Linked DNA regions of Mus musculus: region 1 is linked to region 2. A link is a contact called in public HiChIP or PLAC-seq data. All regions are on one chromosome and are shown on one strand. Each heading gives the region's core, a stretch centred on a gene start, on an enhancer-like site or on the middle of the called end of the contact. The rest is flanking DNA. Distances are from core to core; before and after follow the strand shown.

Region 1 (4,538 bases), core at 1,662-4,161, 210 kb after region 2:
CAAGTGAGAGTGAATTGTGGGACTTTGATCTCAACATTCAGAACAGATCCCTTGGAGCTGGTGTTAGAGGTAGTTGTGAGTGGCTTCACACAGATCCAAATCCTCTCCAAGAGCAGCAAGCGCTTTTAAACAGTGAGCCATTTCTCTAGTCCCTTAAGTTTGTCTGTTTTCAAACAACTTTAATAAGGTTTGGTTTATATATATAATAAAATGTGCAGGCTGTTTTGTTTTGAGTCAGGGTCTCATGTACTCCAGGCTGGCTTCAACTTTTATGTAGCCCAGGCTGGCCTTAAATTCCTGCTCTTCTTATCTCAGCCTCTCCTGGAGTGCTAGGACGCAGTGTGCACCACCATGTCAGACTCTGGTTTTACAGAGATCCTTGTGCACATGGGTTCAGGACAACATTATTCACAGAAACCGAAAGGTGAGAGGAGATGCCTCTGTCAACTGATGACTGAGTGTCTCTGAGGATGTGGTGCAATACGGAGGGCGTGGCTAACACATTCGCAGCTCGCACAGCCCTGAGTTCAGTCTCCAACTGCAGAAGTACAACATAGCAAAGTTCTAGATGACTAGGTGAGCAAAAGTTGTATGTTTGCAGATGAGGGAATACTTGCTCATCTTCAGAAAGAAGCTGGCCCAAGTATGATAGCTCATGGCTCTGATCTTAGTTAACACTTGGGATGTTGAGGCAGGAGAATTGCCATGAGTTCAAAGTCAGCCTGGGAGAGAAAGGAGGGGAAAAGGAGGAGAGGAGAGGAAGGGGAGGGGAGGGGAAGGGAAAGGAAGAGAGAAGAGGGGAAGGGGAAGAGAGGAGAGTTGGGGATCTCTGAATAAGAGTATCTTGGTTTTAGACTGGTCCTCACATCCAATAGCAGATGTTCTTGTAACAGACAAGCAGAGACGCTGGGGTAGAGCTCAACAGGAGGACTTGCCCAGCATGTAATAAGCCCTGGGTTCCATTCCAACTTCTCAAAAACCAGGGATGGTGGTGCACACTTGCCACCCCAGCATTTAGAAGGTGGAAGCTAGAGGATTCGGAATTCAAGGTCATTCTCAGCTACCTGATGTGTTCAAGCCAGCCTGAGCCACATGAAATGCTGTCTCAAACAAAACGAACTGAGCTGGGAGACAAGGGGCAGTCCTATGAGGAACCAACTAGACTGGAGTGGTGTATGTTAGCTATGCAAGGCCAGGCTTGCCCACCTCGATCAGTTGCCAAGGGACGAGCACGGATTGGATTCTCTCCAACTGTCACCGAATACATCTTGACTTCTGACTTCAGATCCTGAAAGATAATTGCCTGTGTGCTCAGTCCTATCCATCAAACCAAAAGAGTAGCAGCTTTGTGGGTTTCTATTTTGCACAGTAGAAGACTTTGGGGAAATGCTATCTATGAGGAGCTGTGAATGTGTTCTGAGGAGCCAGTAGTGGTGAGATGTGTCAGACATCTGGAGGCCCACCCCTCCCCTCTGCTGTGCACTTCTCAAAGGACCATCCATCGAAGGCCCCTGTGTTCCTGACTAAAGCATTATAAATTTGAGATGCATTTGCCATAGGGAGAAAAGGGAGATCGAGGTCCCCCAGAGTGTCTGAACCAATGGTGAGGGGAGATGAGGAGGGTCCTATAGCACGCTTATCAGACTTGTCAAGTGATTGACAAGGTGGCCATCCAATGCTGAAGCAGAATCCATCAAGTAGGAGGGAACCTGAGGAGGCATGGGCTCACTTCATTCTCTCAGAAACTGTCTTCTCTCAGGTCAGTTTTAGCAGGTCCTGGGTGACTTCCGCTAACGTCCTCTCCCATGCTCCCTTCTCCTCATTCTTCCCCCTTCTTATGCCTCCTTGCTGCTGAAAAACCCCTCATGGAGGAGAACCCAAATTACAAGAGGTCACTTTCCCAGAATGCTTTGCAACCCGGAGTTAAGTTCAGCTAGGTTTGGGCAGTTGCAGAAGTTGTGAAATTCTTAAGGACAAGATAGTTGCATAAGGGAGGCCTCTGTCTGAGATAACTGCTTGGATGTCATTGCATAAGAACATGCCACCTGGACCTGGGGTAGACAGCCTATACTCTGGAGAGGAAGGCCAAGCCAGCCTCCAAGCTGCCCATCACCTAGGATGGTCTGTCTCTGGAAGGATTTTTAGAAGCACACGAGAAATTTCTGTCACTTCATCTAATTTCAGTTGGAAATCCTGTTGTGGTTTCCATCCGTAATTATCATTTAGAGGCTAAGGCTTGGAGAAATCACTTAGTGGCCTAGTCACACACACTCTCAGGATCCAGCACACCTCCTGGCCCCAGGGAGACAGGTGGGATGAGACTCACAGAGTGTGTTTATTTCTGGTGATGATAGCAGCGGCAGAGGGGGGATTGGCCAGACGCAGATGGAGGGACAGAAGGGGTGGACACTGGAGGGTGTGTCTGTTCAGGGGACATCAAGGATTGGTCTGTCGACATTCACAGTGAGGACACAGGCCAGAACAGCAAGACTTGGACAACAGCAAAGAGACAGACAGATAGACAGACAGAGGGCTGGGGGCAGGGGTCCCCAGACATGCATGGCCCCTTGCCTCTAGGGGGAACTCTGGGGATAAGAAGAGAGACAATGGAGGCCGAGGACCTCCCACCCTGAAACAGGGAGCTGGGCCTGCTGCCTCCTAGCCTCACACCTCCAGGAGAAGGAGGGGTAGGTCCAGGCAGCCCCGCACCAGCCGCTCGGACATTATGGCTTCGAGGAGATGAGTTCACAGTCCGGGCAGGAAGGGATGGGTCCTGAGGGTGCCTGGTCCAACCCCAGGCCTTGACCAGACCTAAAAATTGAAGAGGAGAGACCTGAGAGGGTAGGATGCAACCATGTGCTGTATCAGCACCATGGAGGGAGCCTAACACTTCTCCCTCAGGCACAATCCCCTCCCTCAGACTCAGCTCCCCTCCCTCGGGCCCAGCCCTCCTCCCTCAGGCCTAGCTTCCCTCCCTCAGGCCTAGCTTCCCTCCCTCAGGCCTAGCGTCCCTCCCTCGGGCCTAGCCCCCCTCCCTCAGGCCTAGCTTCCCTCCCTCGGGCCTAGCCCCCCTCCCTCAGGCCTAGCTTCCCTCCCTCAGGCCCAGCCCCCATCCCTCAGATCCAGGGGTCCAGGCCCAGTGGTCCTCCTCCAGTCAGAGCTCAGAGGTGTACCTGCCTCCTCTGTGTCTTACCCTCACTCTGAATTCTCTTTCTCTGACAATCCTTTGCCACCCTTTGTGAAGCTGCTCAGAGTCTTCTCCTGGAATTGGGGGTGAAAGAGAACAACCTCCTTACCCAGCAGGATTCGTCTGTCCCACTCTGTAAGCTGTCTTAGTTCCCAGGGGGGGGTTGGGAAATGGCATCACCATCCATTCTACCAGTGGGAAAACTGAGGCCTGAAAGATAACAATCTAAAAACTCAAGGAAGACAGGGTCATGGAAAGGGGCCATAAGGCAGGTCCGGGCCTCAGGAGGTACTGGGGAGCCACAGAGGGCTGGGCTGTCTAGGTAGAGGTTGTCAGGCTGTCAGGCTGTGGCCACACTCAGCACCTTGGGCTGAAACCCCGCCCTCCAGCGAAGGTCTCCATCCTGCAGTGTCACCTAGTGGTGGCAGTGTGGCTCACTGGAAGTTTACAGAGAAGTAGAGTGTGTGAGGTCATTGCAACAGTGAATGCCCAGGAAGACACAGCTTCTGTCCTCACAGAAGGAAGGGTTCCATCTTTCAGGATCTCAGCTCTGAGCTCTGGGTCTGGCTGTTCAGCCTGGTGGATGTGTGTGTGTGGCGGGGGTGGTGAGGGAGGGGGGTTGGGGGGGTGGATGTGTGTGTGTGGCGGGGGTGGTTGGGGGGTGGATGTGTGTGTGTGGCAGGGGTGGGGGGGTTGGGGGGGTGGATGTGTGTGTGTGGCGGGGGTGGTTGGGGGGGTGGATGTGTGTGTGTGGCAGGGGGTAGGGGGGTTGGGGGGTGGATGTGTGTGTGTGGGGGGGGTGGTGGTGGGGTTGGGGGTGTGTGTGTGTGTGTGTGGCGGAGGGTGGTGGTGGGGTGGGGGGGTGGATGTGTGTGTGGCGGGGGTGGTGGTGGTGGGGTGGTGGAGGATACAAGTCTCAACAGAGAGAAGAATTGATTTGGGGTTAGCCTAAGCCTCAGGGTTTAGGGTTAGGCTCAGACTCAGGGTTAGGGTTAGCCTCAGACTCAAACCAAGATTTAGGTTTAGCCTCAGAGTCAGACTCAGACTTGGATAAAAGGTTAGCCTCAGACTTAGACTCACTCATTCCATAGCCCAGTCTGACTTGGAACTCACTCTGTAGTTCAGGCTGACTTAAAATTCAAGGGGGACTCCCTGTCTCGACCTCCCAAGAGGTCTTAAAGGTGTGAGACAGGCACTGGGTTTATGCACTGTTCAAGGGTAAATTTTCCTTAGAAGATCAAAGTGATAGAAAACTACCAAGAAACAAAAATTAAGCTACTGAAATCTACATTATTCTAAACAGAACTTACAGTAATTTGACTTTTCTTGGCTTCAATGGAAGCAAAGTTGT
Region 2 (4,168 bases), core at 554-3,053:
TGAAGAAGATGCAGGTGAGGGGGGCTCGAGGGTGGGAGGTGCCAGGGACCCAGAATCGGAGGTCTGGTCCCATCACCTTCACCAGCAGCGGGGGTGGGAGGGCTGAGGGGGGCGGGTCGAGGGTGGGCGGGGCCAGGGATCCAGGATCGGAGGTCTGGTCTCATCACCTTTACTGGCAGCAGTTGCTGGATTAGCTAGTGGCCTTGGAAAATGCTGGCCTCTGATGTGTGTTTGTTTGTTTGTTATCTTTGCGTTTCACTCATTTTAGATGCTAGACTTTGAAATCTAAACTCATCATTTAATTAGATAATAAATTTAGTGCCACCGAAGATGGAACCTAGCGCCTTGAATAATTCTCTTAGGGGCGATTCCAAGCAGGAGCTTTATCAACGAGCCGTGCCCCCGCTCTTCGCTGGGGGACTCTAGTCAAGGGCTCTATCATTGAACCACACCCTTAGGCCATACTAGGATATTTAAACCTACTGGTGCCTGTTAGGTATCTTACTATGGGGTAGCAGGCAAAAGGGCCAGTTCAAGCATCCAGAGAAAGGAGCTCTTGTTTAACCCCTTTGTCAGACATGTAATAATAACAATAACGTTTACCACTGTGGCCCATCTTCTTTATCACTGGCTCCTCATAGCAGTGCTGAACTCCCCGTGGGTGGAGAAAAAGTTTGTGTTGGCCTCTCCTCACACTCCCAGGTAGTGACCACAGAGCCGCAGGCTAAATATTCTATTCTGACTCACTTTAAGAAGGGGTTAACTAAGGCTTAGAGAAGGAGTGGAATTGGCCCAAGGGCACACAGCACGCACGGGCTCTGAGGCAGACAATGGGCTCTGTGCTGCCCCTGCTCGCCCTGGCCCTGCTTGCACGTAATGTGCTTACCTCAAGGGTGGGGTTTCTAGACGCAGCTTAACTAAACCTGCACCTACCCAGGTCCAGATGAAGGAGCTGTGGCGGGAGGTAGAGGAGACGCGTAGCTCCCGCGACGAGATGTTTACCCTGAGCAGGGAAAATGAGAAGAAGCTCAAGGGGCTGGAAGCTGAGGTGCTGCGTCTGCAAGAGGTAAGAGGTGGGCAGGTTCTAGTGGGAGGCCCGGCGTGGGTGTGGCTTAACTGGAGGTCCTAGAGGATGGGCGGGGCTTAACTGGAGGTTCTGGAGGATGGGCGGGGCTTTCCAGGAGGTTTTGGGAGGGGAGACTTTGGAAGTAGGCGTGGCTCCCGGTGCCTTCTGCCTTCCAGAGTTGGGGATCTTGTCCTGGGGGATATTTGGAAACCAGAGCAGGAACTGCCAGGGCCAATCCTAGAAAGACGAGGAAGACAGGCCAAGAAGTCAGGAGCAGGAGGCAGAAGTGAAGAAAAAGTCTGGGACCCAGGGGTGACATAGAAGAAGAGAAGGCACAGTCGGGTAGGAGGGAGGGCATGTGGATAGCATGGGGGTAGGAGGAGGCCCAGTGATGAGAGACATGGAGGAGGAGCATTGGTGGCCAGCGCTAAGAAAGTTGCTCCCTTAAGGGTGAGGCTCACAGGCTCACAGTCAGCAGGAAAAGCCCAAAGGACAGAGAAGGGTTAATACCAGTGTCTTGACCTCTTACCCCTCTGCCCTCTGTACCTACTGGTCCTTGTAGGAACTTGCTGCCTCAGACCGAGCCCGGAGGCAGGCCCAGCAAGACAGAGACGAGATGGCAGAGGAGGTGGCCAGTGGCAATCTTAGCAAGTGAGTGTCCTGGAGCCGTGGGCTGTGGACCGGGCAGTCTCCTCTCGCAGGCCTATCCTCTGAAGCCACACCCTACCCTCTAGGGCAGCCACCCTGGAGGAAAAACGGCAGCTGGAGGGGCGACTGAGCCAGTTGGAAGAGGAGCTGGAGGAAGAACAGAACAACTCGGAGCTGCTCAAGGACCATTACCGAAAGCTAGTGCTACAGGTGGGCGTTGCAGGCATCCCCTGCCAGCCAGATCCACCCCTCCCCCACCCCAGCCTTCAAGAGCTCTCAGATTCATTGGATATGAAGACCTTTGATGTGGGTTTTCATAAAGTTAGGAAGACTTGACTCATTGATTGGTCGGCAGGTCTGAAGTCGCTAAGACGGACTTGAAACAGTAATTAAGCTCAGCTGGAACCTCAGAGTTCTCCAGAGCCAGGGGAATTGTCACAGGTTCAAGGCCAGCCAGGGCTACAAAAAGCAAGCACTTGGCGTATGGCTGGATAGCTTCACACCTTGTCTGTCATTGTCACTTCAGCCAGAAGAGACCCTCATCGCTGCAGGTGGAAGTATAGGGCTCTGATTGTCAGTCAGCCTCCCACCAATAACCTCATACAGCCTTGAAGTCACGGCAGTCCTCTGCGAACTTCTGTGTTCTTGCAAAACAGATCAGGCCCAATATGGGGCACTTTTTTTGTTTGTTTGTTTGGTTGGTTGGTTGGTTTTGGTTTTTTGAGACAGGGTTTCTCTGTGTAGCCCTGGCTGTCCTGGAACTCACTCTGTAGACCAGGCTGGCCTTGAACTCAGAAATCCGCCTGCCTCTGCCTCCCAAGTGATGGGATTAAAGGTGTGCGTCACCACTGCCCGGCTAGCACTTCTTTTCTTATTGAGTGTTTGAGGCAGGGTCTTCTGTAGCCAGGGATTCTTTATGTAGCCTGCAGATGACCTTGTACTCCTGACCCCTGCCTCTGTCTGTGATGACAGGCATTTGCCACCAAATCAAATTATGCTGTACAGGGAAACCAGGGCTCCTTGTGTCCTAGGCAAGCCCTCTACCAACTGAGTTCTTGCCAACCCCTGTCACCATTTTCATTTACAATTAAAATTTTAAAGGCTAAAGGAGGGCTGCTGGGCTCATGAATGTACCCTGGGAGGCGGAGATGTGAAGATCTTTAATCAGCCTGGGCTGAAGTATCTTCCGCTGCCCTGTGATTTCCGAGCAAGCCGAGGGTGTCGAGGTGCTATTATTAGGGCCAGGGCCAAGTCTACACATCTGCCAGCTGCTATGAATGGAGGCCTCATTTCTCAGATCACCCCCCCCCCCCCAGGTCTCTGCTGCCTGTGCTACCCAGGGCTCAGACTCTCTGGCAGGCGGGGCCAGAGCCTGCCTCCTTCTCCTGGGCTTCGCAGGTGACCCTGGTGCAGAGGGGAGTGTGAAGGGCCTGAAATAGTCCATAGTTCACAGCCACAAATTTAGAGCATTTAAGCAAGTTTGTGACCATCTCTGGGACTCACTAAAATAGCAAAACTGAACCTAGCTGTGGTGGTACATGCCTGTCATCCCAGCATTTGGGAGGGGGAGGCAGGACGGTCAGGACTCATCTTCGGTTATATTGGGAGTTTTAGGTCAACCTGAGTAACATGAGACCCTATCTTAGATAAAAATGTTATGACTACATTTAAATAGATTTGAAATAATTTTGAGTACATTTAAATAAGTTTAAAACATTCTTGTTCATTATAAAGTACAGGGTGCAGTCTGGTGAGGATTGCTGTCCCTGGGCTTGTTCAAGGGCTATTGTTGAGTTCTTGGTACCACCAGGCTCTGTGCTGTGCATTTAACAGCCGGGAGCTCAGCTTGTCCCAGGAGGTACCTGGTGTTGCCACAGCTTCGTCACAATTTTCCATCTTCTTCCTGGCTGCAGGTCGAGTCCCTCACCACAGAACTGTCTGCCGAACGAAGTTTCTCAGCCAAGGCCGAGAGTGGACGGCAGCAGCTGGAGCGGCAGATCCAGGAACTGCGGGCCCGCTTGGGTGAAGAGGATGCTGGAGCCCGAGCCAGGCAGAAAATGCTGATCGCTGCTCTGGAGTCTAAACTGGCCCAGGCAGAGGAGCAGCTGGAGCAGGAGAGCAGGCAAGGAGGGAGCATCCTTTGGCATGGAAGTAACTCTGTCCATGGAGAGTACGGTCTATGCAACAGTGTTGCAGCTAGCTACTTCTGTGTAACAAAATACCCTAGAATTTACGGACTTTAAAAGAAGTCTATTGTTCTGAATTTGGCCCTAACTAGTAGATTCTTTTGTGCTAGGCTTGCTTAGGCTGTCTGGTGTGTCTTCCGTGGTAGGAGGGTTAGATCCATTGTTTTGCTCCCTTGGGCTCATGCACATGGAAGGCCTGGCCCAGGATGTGTAGGCTAACTTGGTTCTGTTCCACGCAGCCTCTCATCCTCCAGCAGGCTAACCCAGG

The links. HiChIP or PLAC-seq counts read pairs in DNA pulled down with a chosen protein or histone mark.
Region 1: a contact with region 2 is called in an H3K27ac HiChIP or PLAC-seq map of embryonic stem cells, with 5 read pairs. The contact joins two enhancer-like sites. A contact is called at or near these places in 1 of 39 promoter capture datasets (pre-B cells), 1 of 115 datasets of contacts at active chromatin or transcription factors (embryonic stem cells) and 1 of 9 other capture datasets (adipose tissue).

Annotation. Positions count from the first base shown.
Region 1 is chr7:44,397,809-44,402,346 of GRCm38.p6, reverse strand. It overlaps Syt3 (synaptotagmin III), which reads right to left. Exons shown (of 11, transcript NM_001114116.1): 10 at 3,194-3,261; 11 at 2,317-2,811. The coding sequence ends at 3,196. Among named protein-coding and RNA genes, the nearest start is that of Syt3, 16 kb to the right of the region's middle. Within about 2 kb of position 2,911, at least 33 of the 459 cell types and tissues checked have an H3K27ac peak or open chromatin away from gene starts, as enhancers often do. A contact at or near this core is called in embryonic stem cells, where this site is marked.
Region 2 is chr7:44,611,191-44,615,358 of GRCm38.p6, reverse strand. It overlaps Myh14 (myosin, heavy polypeptide 14), which reads left to right. Exons shown (of 42, transcript NM_001271540.1): 35 at 1-14; 36 at 938-1,066; 37 at 1,629-1,717; 38 at 1,801-1,924; 39 at 3,628-3,836. Among named protein-coding and RNA genes, the nearest start is that of Kcnc3, 22 kb to the right of the region's middle. Within about 2 kb of position 1,803, at least 25 of the 459 cell types and tissues checked have an H3K27ac peak or open chromatin away from gene starts, as enhancers often do. A contact at or near this core is called in embryonic stem cells, where this site is marked.